Linked DNA regions of Zea mays: region 2 is linked to region 1. Evidence: chromatin contacts called from public Hi-C data. All regions are on one chromosome and are shown on one strand. The core of a region is the stretch at or near the end of the contact, and the rest is flanking DNA. Distances in the headings are between cores, read along the strand shown.

Region 1 (4,580 bases), core at 237-2,736:
GAAGATATAAACCTTCAATAGGTTGATAAACATATCGCACATTTTCAGTTTCGACATAAGTGTGCTGCTTCCCAGTTCCAACCAGTTTTGGGAACGCAGCAAGTAATCCTTCAATTCTTATGCGAGACATGTCAACAAACTGTCTTGAAACAAGTGCTGCAATTGAAAACACAAAAAAGAAAAGCCCTCAGCTAAGTCTGTTCACTACTTCACTTCTTTAAAAGGATAACTAGGGCGACAGCTAGATAAATTTAAAGACATAGTAGCTTCATATTATGTGAGGGCAAAGACTTTATATAAGAAAAGAAGCGAGTAGTTAGCAATATGATACCAGCTATTGCACCAAATTTTCTATAGAGTGCTTTAATAGATGGTGAATAGAGTTACTATAGCAGATAAATAAGTTACAAAATCAATTCCTTTGCAAATCGGCAATAATGAAAGGTATGACTAAGGTTGAAGCACCACACCTTTTCCCGACTTTGAAACGATTGATGCTGCAAGAACCACCTAGGAGTACACAAATGGTAAAAAATAATCAGACCTACCAGAAACAAGATACTGTAACTCAATGATAGCAAAGGGATAAATGTATAGAAATTCCTTGATTAAATCAGTTTATTGGCAGTACCTAACGACTATCAAGAGGATTCAAAGTAAAAGGACAATGAAACCAACTAGCCATACCATTTTTTATCACTTCTGTTGATGACTAATTATCCAAATCAAGCCCTTAAACTATGAACCTGTCACATCAAACCAATTACACGATCAGCAAAGTAATCATAACAAGAATACACATGACTACTGATTGTAAGAACTGGGAAAAATAAAGGAGTAGTCACTTAAAGTAATTGATTTCAGCAATCAACAGTAGCTATAAAACACATGAACCAAGCAACCTATTTGCCCCTTACATCATTCAGATTCAGGGTAACACATTGTAAATGGGCCAGAAAAACGTGTGAACACGCATTGCATCTGAACCTACAGGAAATTTGACAAAAGCAGCCCGGATCTAGGAGAGTACACCAAGAAAATTGGCAGAGGCGGTCCAGATCTAGAGGATCACAGCTAACCATGACGTGCGGTGGTCGAAAAAATGATTATTCATAACAGAGCGGCGGAAGGACGCCTGGATCTGGCCAGAATTGGCGTGCTCGGTTGCGCATTAAAGGGAGATACGGGGCGGCCTTGCCAGTTTTATGCTCGTCGCCGGCAAAGGGCCCGACGGACACTCGGCGAATCCTTTCAGATAAGCTAAATGGAACTGTAAACCAGTGCTCTAATGGATTGGACTGTTGGTGATCGAAGTCGAGCAATAAAATGGTTAAGCAAAGAGAAAAGGGAGACAGGCAAGATCATACGTTGGAGGAGTGCGCCGGTGGGGCGTCTCCACCGGTAGCTGCGAGTCCGTCGGAGTCGACACCGCCTCTGTCGCGCCTCCGCACCGCGAGATTCGTCGCCACTTACGGGTGCGAGATCTGTGTATTGGAATGGGGAATTTTATTAGGCGACGTGCTCAAACAAGTACTAGGTGTGCTAAATCTAGAGCATTCATGTCACACTCGTTTTAAAAATGAAAAAACTGAATGTGAATTATGAATCAGAAACTCACGTACACACTGATTACATAATTAAACATCATTATACATTGCTTAAATTAAATAGCGGAAAAGTATTTTATTGCATCAAGATGTCCAAGACATTCACAGAGTCTATAACATAGTCACTAACATTATCAAAGTATGGAATACGAAACGTAGCAGATAATGTATTCACAAGCAGCTGACTGTGGGTTTGCCACTAACATAACTAAAATTTGTCGCAGTCCTGTAACTCCTCAAAGTCCTTCATGTTGTCAACATCTCCTCCTGAGCACTGAATACAGTGGGAACAGCCTAGGGTGGGTGATTTTGTAAAGCAAGGGTGAGTACATATCAACGTACTCAGCAAATGTCCCGTTTGGCTAAAGTCGATTAGTTGTATGTTGAGTTGAGGTTAAGCAATTGCTTTTAGTTGGTCAAGTATTTATTACTAATAGTAAAGCCAAATTTTAGTAATAAATCCAGTTATTACCCAAACGTACTACCTCCAAGAGGAAATACCAGAGATCATAATTATAACCATCATTATTAAACATCATCATGAAAGTTATTCTAGAGGATCCCAAGGCTGCTCTTAACCATGAGCACGGCTGATGTACCAATTTCTAACACTCTACAGAGGTTGCACACTTTACCCACAAGTCGTGAATCTCATTCTGCCCGGAGATCATGACTCTACATTGATCACTACCAAGGTGACCTAGCAGGGTCTCACTATGTAGCCTTTACAAAGATTCCCCAGAGGTCATAGCCGCTCGTTAGGTTTCTCCAGTTTGATAAACACAATACTTCTCCTTGCAGGAAGGGTGACTAACAAAACCAAATCAAATAACCTCTTCAACCAGCCTCGGCAGAGCAAGTACTGTGCTCGGACCCCATTGATGGCCCTACGGCGAAGCCAACTACACCTCAGGTTCCTCTAATTAATCAGATAAGGGCGTCTCATTCCACCCTCATGGTTGCACTGTTATCCCAGGTGGTCACTCAACGAACAGGTCCTTACAGAGAGGTACTCAGGAAACAGCTTGAGTACCCTAAAGTATCACAAGATCATCATCGGGATAACATCATCGTATCATAAATATTCATATCATGTTCGTTGATTAAGTTAAAGCAATAGCATAAGCTAACCATGATAACCCAAAAGATAAACAAGGATAAGGTAAATATAGACTAGTCAATCCTTAGGTTTTAATAAAGTAATGCAGGTCAGTGAGTTATAAAGTAAGTTGAACATAATAGGTCAGAGGACACTTGCCTTCACCAGGTTGTTGCTCAGGAAGATCTTCGGCAACACACTCAGGAACCACAGGTTGCTCGTTGTCTAAGCAAAGCGATCATGCATTCAATACATTTGGATAAAGACAAATGAACAATACACCAAACATATGCAATCAAGTGAACACAAGTTGGACAGAATAGTATAACACAAAAAGGTAAACCTAGGTGCTAGGGAGGATTAGTACACTTTGATATTTGTGATTCCCTAATTATTATGGATTACATAATTTAGCTTCACTAATTTTTAGTGAGACACAAAAAATTATACCAAGGATAAATTCATTCATGACATATTATTAATCTCACAAAATTAAACACCTAAGTATCATTAGGGTTTTCCTTTTTATTTTCTTATTTCATAAACAAATTATTACATACACTAACCTATGGCTTAGGCATAAAATTAAAGTGTACAGACGGTGAATGATCATAGTTTATTTGGACAGAGAAAAATCCTATGAACATTTTGCAATTTGAATCACTCAATTTGGAGTTCATATGAAAAAGATATGAAATAAACAAGTTTTGAAGTTTGAAATACAAAATTAGGTCCAAATCTGTGATTAATAAAAAGGTCAGGGGTCTGTTTACAAGAGTACAGGGGCCTGCACGCAAAACTTAAAGGACGGCGGGTTGATTCTCGATAAACCGGGGGTCTCTTTAACAAAATTACACACGAAGGGTATCGGGCCTGCTCAGCCGTCAGATCGTAAATCAACGACCGAGATCAGATCCCGTGGACGAGAGCGTGCGAGGATGCGCGGCGAGCGCTGACAGGCAGGCTAGGGGGCGTCAGCGACCCAGGTGCGAGGCAGACTGACTGGTCGGGCCCAACTGTAGGGTGCGGGTGAGGGGGCGGATCCGAGCAGTCAGATCCGAATCGGATGGTTAGGATTAGATCTTACTTAATTGAAGTCGGGCCGTCCGATTAGAATTGGGTGGTTAGGATGAGCTCTAGGGACTTCACCTTCGCCGGTTAGCCAGGGGTGGCGCTCCCCGCGGACACGGCGGTGCCGTCGCCGGAGGCGAGGCAGATCACGGCTTCTAGGGTGCTAGGGGTCGGTCTAGATAGCTGGAGAGATTGGGGATGACCTGACAAGCGTTATGGTGAGGTCGGGTTTGCGTGAACGGGGCTGAGGCGGCCAGACGGCGGAGGGAGAGTCCTCGGCGGACCGGGGAACACTCCGGCGAGCAATCGCGCGCGACTAAGTGCATGACAGGGGAAAATAGGGGCGGGGTTAGGACAGTTACCTTGAGGTGAGGCTCGGGGACTCTCTAACGGCATCCGGGGCACGGCGAGGGCACGGGTCGACAGCGGCAGAGCTGCGGCAGAGAACCGGTGAGCGCGGACCATGCGAACCAGAGGGGGAGGGGGCGAACTGAGGGGTGTCTCGAGTTGCGGGTGACAAGGCGAAGCTTACCGAGGCAACGAACACGGCGAGGGCTCGACGTCGACCGCAGAACGGGCGTAAGACCACGGCGAGCGGTGGTGGAGCTCCCTGAGCGCGCGCGCAAAGCGAGAGAGAGGGTGAGGGTGCTCGGTTGAGGGCGCAACTGAGTGGGGGAGGGCGAGTGAGTGTGGGTGGGCTCCAGAAAAGGCTCGGGCGCGTGGGGGTGTAGCCGGAAAACGCGCGGTCGTGGGCGCGTCCTCGACGGAGAGCGCGGGCGATTCGGGGGGGACGGTTCCGATGG
Region 2 (4,367 bases), core at 1,666-4,165, 200 kb after region 1:
GATAAACTAAGAACTTCGGATACAAAGTATATTGGGGCTTGCTTTTTGACTTGGCCTTCAAGCCTCTCCTGGACAAGTGCTGCACTTACCGCTGAGTGCGAAGCTGCCACCTATAAGAACAGAGGAGCCTCTGGCGTTGGTGGAGTTAGTGTTGTTAGGTCTATCAAATATTGCTTCAGTTCTTCGAAGGCTCTCTGCTGAAATGGTCCCCATTGAAGAACTTCGGCTGATTTCAGCACTTCGAAAAATGGTAAATTTCTCTCTGCTGATCTAGATATAAATCTGTTAAGAGATGCCAGTCTACCTGTCAATCTTTGAGCCCCCTTTTTTGTACTTGGTGGTTCCATTCGAAGGATAGCTTCAATTTTATTTGGATTAGCCTCAATCCCTTTTGTTGAAACTAGACAGCCAAGAAATTTCCCTTTCTTCACTCCGAAGACACATTTTTCTGGATTCAACTTTAAACCGGCCTGTCTAAAATTAGCGAAGGTCTCCTGCAGATCAGCAATGTGATTATCTTGCTTCATGCTTTTTACAATGATATCATCAACATAAGTTAGCACATTTCTGCCTATCTGGGAATGAAGAACCTTCGCTGTCATTCTGCTGAAGCTTCCTCCAGCATTTTTGAGCCCCTCAGGCATCCGAAGGTAACAATATGTTCGACTAGGGGTTATGAAGTTGGTTTTTGGCTCATCCTCCTTCTTCATCCAAATTTGATGATAGCCTGAATAACAATCCAGCAGACTCATAAGCTCTGATGAAGCTGTTGCATCGACTAGAGAATCTATCCTTGGCAATGGAAACTCGTCCTTCGGACAGGCCTTGTTGAGATCAGTAAAATCAATACACATTCTCCATTTACCATTGGCCTTTTTTACCATAACAGTGTTAGCCAGCCATTCTGGGTATTTCACCTCTCTGATAACTCTGGCACTGAGTCTTTTCACTTCATTCCGAGCACCTTCGGCCTTGTCATCAGACATCTTCTGAAGCCTCTGCTTTCTGGGTCTAAAGGATGGGTCAACGTTGAGCGAGTGTTCAATAACATCCCTATTGACTCCACAAAGATCATTGGCTGACCATGCAAAAACATCTTTGTTGTTGAACAGAAACCTTATCAAGGTTTTCTCCTGTTCTTCAGACAGTTGGGATCCCAATAGCACCTTCTGCTCTGCTATGTCCTCACATAAAAGCATGGGCTTCGGCTGATCGGCCGAAGCAGCTTTCTCCCTTCTAAACTTGTACTGCTCACAAGCTTCAGCTCCATCTATGTTATGGATTGCTTTTGAGTCTGTCCAGTTTCCTTCGGCACTTCTGGCAGCTTCCTGACTTCCATGAATGGCAATAGGTCCTTGGTCCGAAGGTATCTTCATGCAAAGATATGCTGGATGAAGAATTGCTTCGAAGGCATTGAGAGTACCACGACCAATGATTGCATTGTAAGGATATTCCATGTCAACAATGTCGAACACAACTTGTTCAGTCCTTGTGTTGTTGATAAATCCGAAGGTTACTGGCATTGTGATTTTTCCAAGTGCTATAATCTGCCTTCCTCCGAAGCCACAAAGGGGATGTGTGGCATCATGGATCTTGTCTTCAGGCTCTTGCATCTGTCTGAAGGCCTTAGCAAATATGATATCAGCTGCACTGCCTGTATCAACCAAAACATTATGGACCAGAAATCCTTTGATCACACAAGAGATAACCATAGCATCATTGTGTGGGTCCTTGAGCTGAAGATCCTCTTGAGAGAAGGTAATTGGAATGTGAGACCATCTTGACTTGATGAAGGGTCCTTGTACCCCTACATGTTGTACTCTTCTCTGTGCCTCCTTCTTCTATTTCTTGTTAGCCGGCTCTGAGCATGAACCGCCTGTTATCGGGAGAATCAGCTTCGGAGCCGAAGCAGTTCCAGCTTGGTTTTTGAACGAAGCCATTGTCTCAGGAAAGTGGAAGTGAGTTCACCGGAGGTGGGCGCCAATGTTGGGGACTTGTTCTCAAATGCTATGAATTAAGAACAAGGCAACATAAAATGTTATATATTAATGCACTTCGTCCGCTGAAGCATTATCTCCCCAAGGATTTAATGATCTTCGGACGAAGACCACGAGTAGAATATCACGAAGGTTACACCTTCGTAGTTAAATTTACAAAACAATACAAAGTAATATAAAATATGAAACATTAAAGATAAATATATCAGAAATAGATAACATCATTAACATATCTTATTATATGAATCTAAAATGTTAGAACATAATGTTTATGTACATTTGTACCTTTGCCTTGACAAATAATAATTCCCGAGTGATGCGTTTGAAATTACAGGAATGGGTGAACAGTAAAGGAATATTGTTCACTATTTATAGCCACAGGACACAGCCTGTAAGGAATTACAATTATGCCCCTTATAAAAGTTTACAACAATGACTCAGACCCTTATAGACTAAACTGTCATTCTATCTTTAAGTCGGTTCGACCCTTCATCTTCGGATACGCTATGACACCGAAGCTTCATAAGTGGTAGCTTCGGTCATCATGTATAAGCAGCTTTAGCCGAAGCTGTTTCTTCCTGCAGGACTTTCGACGACGAAGCATGGTCCCAACAGACTCTTTAGAAATAATTTTTGCGATATGATAATGTTTGTTACACGAATTTTACATACCATAGTGATATGTTTGTGGTTCCATATATATGTTTTATACAAATTTTTTTCTTCCGTGGCGATGCATGCCCACAGACCTGGTTGAATTATTAATATCCTATTATTTTTATTTTGTTTCTGGAAAAACTAAAAACGAAAATAGTTTGGTGCTGTCGTTTCCAACCGTTTTCAGGCGACAGGCATTCCGATCTGATCCGCTTGGCTATCTAAACCAACCTCCTTCCTTCCATAAACCACGACGCCCAAACCTCCCCGCTCAGGCGATGCCATCCATGGCGTCTTCCGCAGCCTTCTCACACGCAGGAATTAGTCACCCTCGTTTTCTCCATGCCAAGCCTGCATGTCCTCCCAAACCAGTCCCCGCGCAGCGTCCATCCCGCCCGGAGCTCATCAGCGCCGCCTCCACCCCCCGCACGTCCCAGGCTGAGCTCCGTCCGGACTCCAAGAACGCCTCCGCGCTGTCCGCTGAACTCCGCCGCCTCGCGCGCGCGGGGCGGCTCCCGTCCGCGCTCTCCCTCCTCGACCACCTCTCCCACCGTGGCGTCCCGGCTACCGCCTCTGCATTCGCCACGCTCCTCTCGGCCTGTCGCTCCCTCCTCCACGCGCGCCAGATCCACGCGCATCTCCGCATCCATGGGCTGGACACCAATGAGTTCCTCCTCGCCAGGCTTGTCGAGCTGTACATCACGCTCGGCGCCACTGACGACGCGCGCGGGGTGCTCGACGGGATGCAGCAGCACGGGGCGACCGCCTACTCGTGGAACGCGCTGCTGCACGGGCACGTCCGCTGGGGACGCGGGGAGGCAGCGGGCCCCGTCGCCGACGCGTTTGCCGAGATGCGCGCCGCGGGGGCCAACGCCAACGAGTACACGTATGGCTGCGTGCTCAAGTCCATCTCCGGGAGCGTCAGGCCGTCGATGACCATGGCCACCGCCACGCACGCGACGCTCGTCAAGAACGCTTTCGCAGGCGCGCCCGGGATGCTGATGACTGGGCTCATGGACGTCTACTTCAAGTGCGGGAAGGTGAAGCTCGCTGTGCGAGTGTTTGAGGAAATGCCTGAGAGGGACGTGGTCGCGTGGGGGGCAGCCATTGCTGGGTTCGCACACAAGGGGATGAAGCGCGAGGCCCTGGAACATTTTCGGTGGATGGTGGAGGATGGGGTCAAGGTGAATTGTGTGGTGCTCTCGTCAATTGTGCCAGTCATTGGAGAGCTGCGGGCGCGCAACTTGGGTAGAGAGGTTCATGGATTTGTCTTGAAGAAATTCGGAAATCGTAAAGATGTTGCAAAGGTCCAGGCGGGGTTGGTTGACATGTACTGCAAATGCGGTGATATGATCTCAGGTAGGCGAGTGTTCTATAACAGCAAGAAGAGGAATGCTGTGTCGTGGACAGCTTTGATGTCTGGGTATGCATCCAATAGTAGACCAGACCAGGCGCTGAGGTGCATAGCTTGGATGCAGCAAGAAGGAATCAGGCCAGACCTCATTGCTGTGGGAACAGTTCTCCCAGTCTGCACAAAGTTGAAAGCGCTAAGGGAGGGAAAGCAGCTCCATGCATATGCTTTAAGGAGGTGGTTCTTGCCCAACGTTTCCTTATGCACGTCACTGATCACCATGTACGGTACATGTGACCACTTGGAATACTCTCACCGAGTATTCCATGATATGGACAAGAAGACTGTACAAGCTTGGACTG

Evidence for each region. Hi-C and Micro-C count contacts between places; a contact is called where the count stands out from the background.
Region 2: a Hi-C map of tassel shows a contact between it and region 1, with 2.4 times the contacts expected there. The contact joins the promoter of LOC100274147 here to the promoter of LOC100283010 in region 1. A contact is called at or near these places in 2 of 25 Hi-C or Micro-C datasets (ear and tassel).

Annotation. Positions count from the first base shown.
Region 1 is chr10:30,368,003-30,372,582 of Zm-B73-REFERENCE-NAM-5.0, forward strand. LOC100283010 (coatomer subunit delta) reads right to left here and starts at 1,487. Exons shown (of 12, transcript NM_001371890.1): 1 at 1,368-1,487; 2 at 688-746; 3 at 471-510; 4 at 1-156. The coding sequence starts at 690.
Region 2 is chr10:30,569,049-30,573,415 of Zm-B73-REFERENCE-NAM-5.0, forward strand. LOC100274147 (Pentatricopeptide repeat-containing protein chloroplastic) reads left to right here and starts at 2,916. Exons shown (of 1, transcript NM_001148525.1): 1 at 2,916-4,367. The coding sequence starts at 2,933.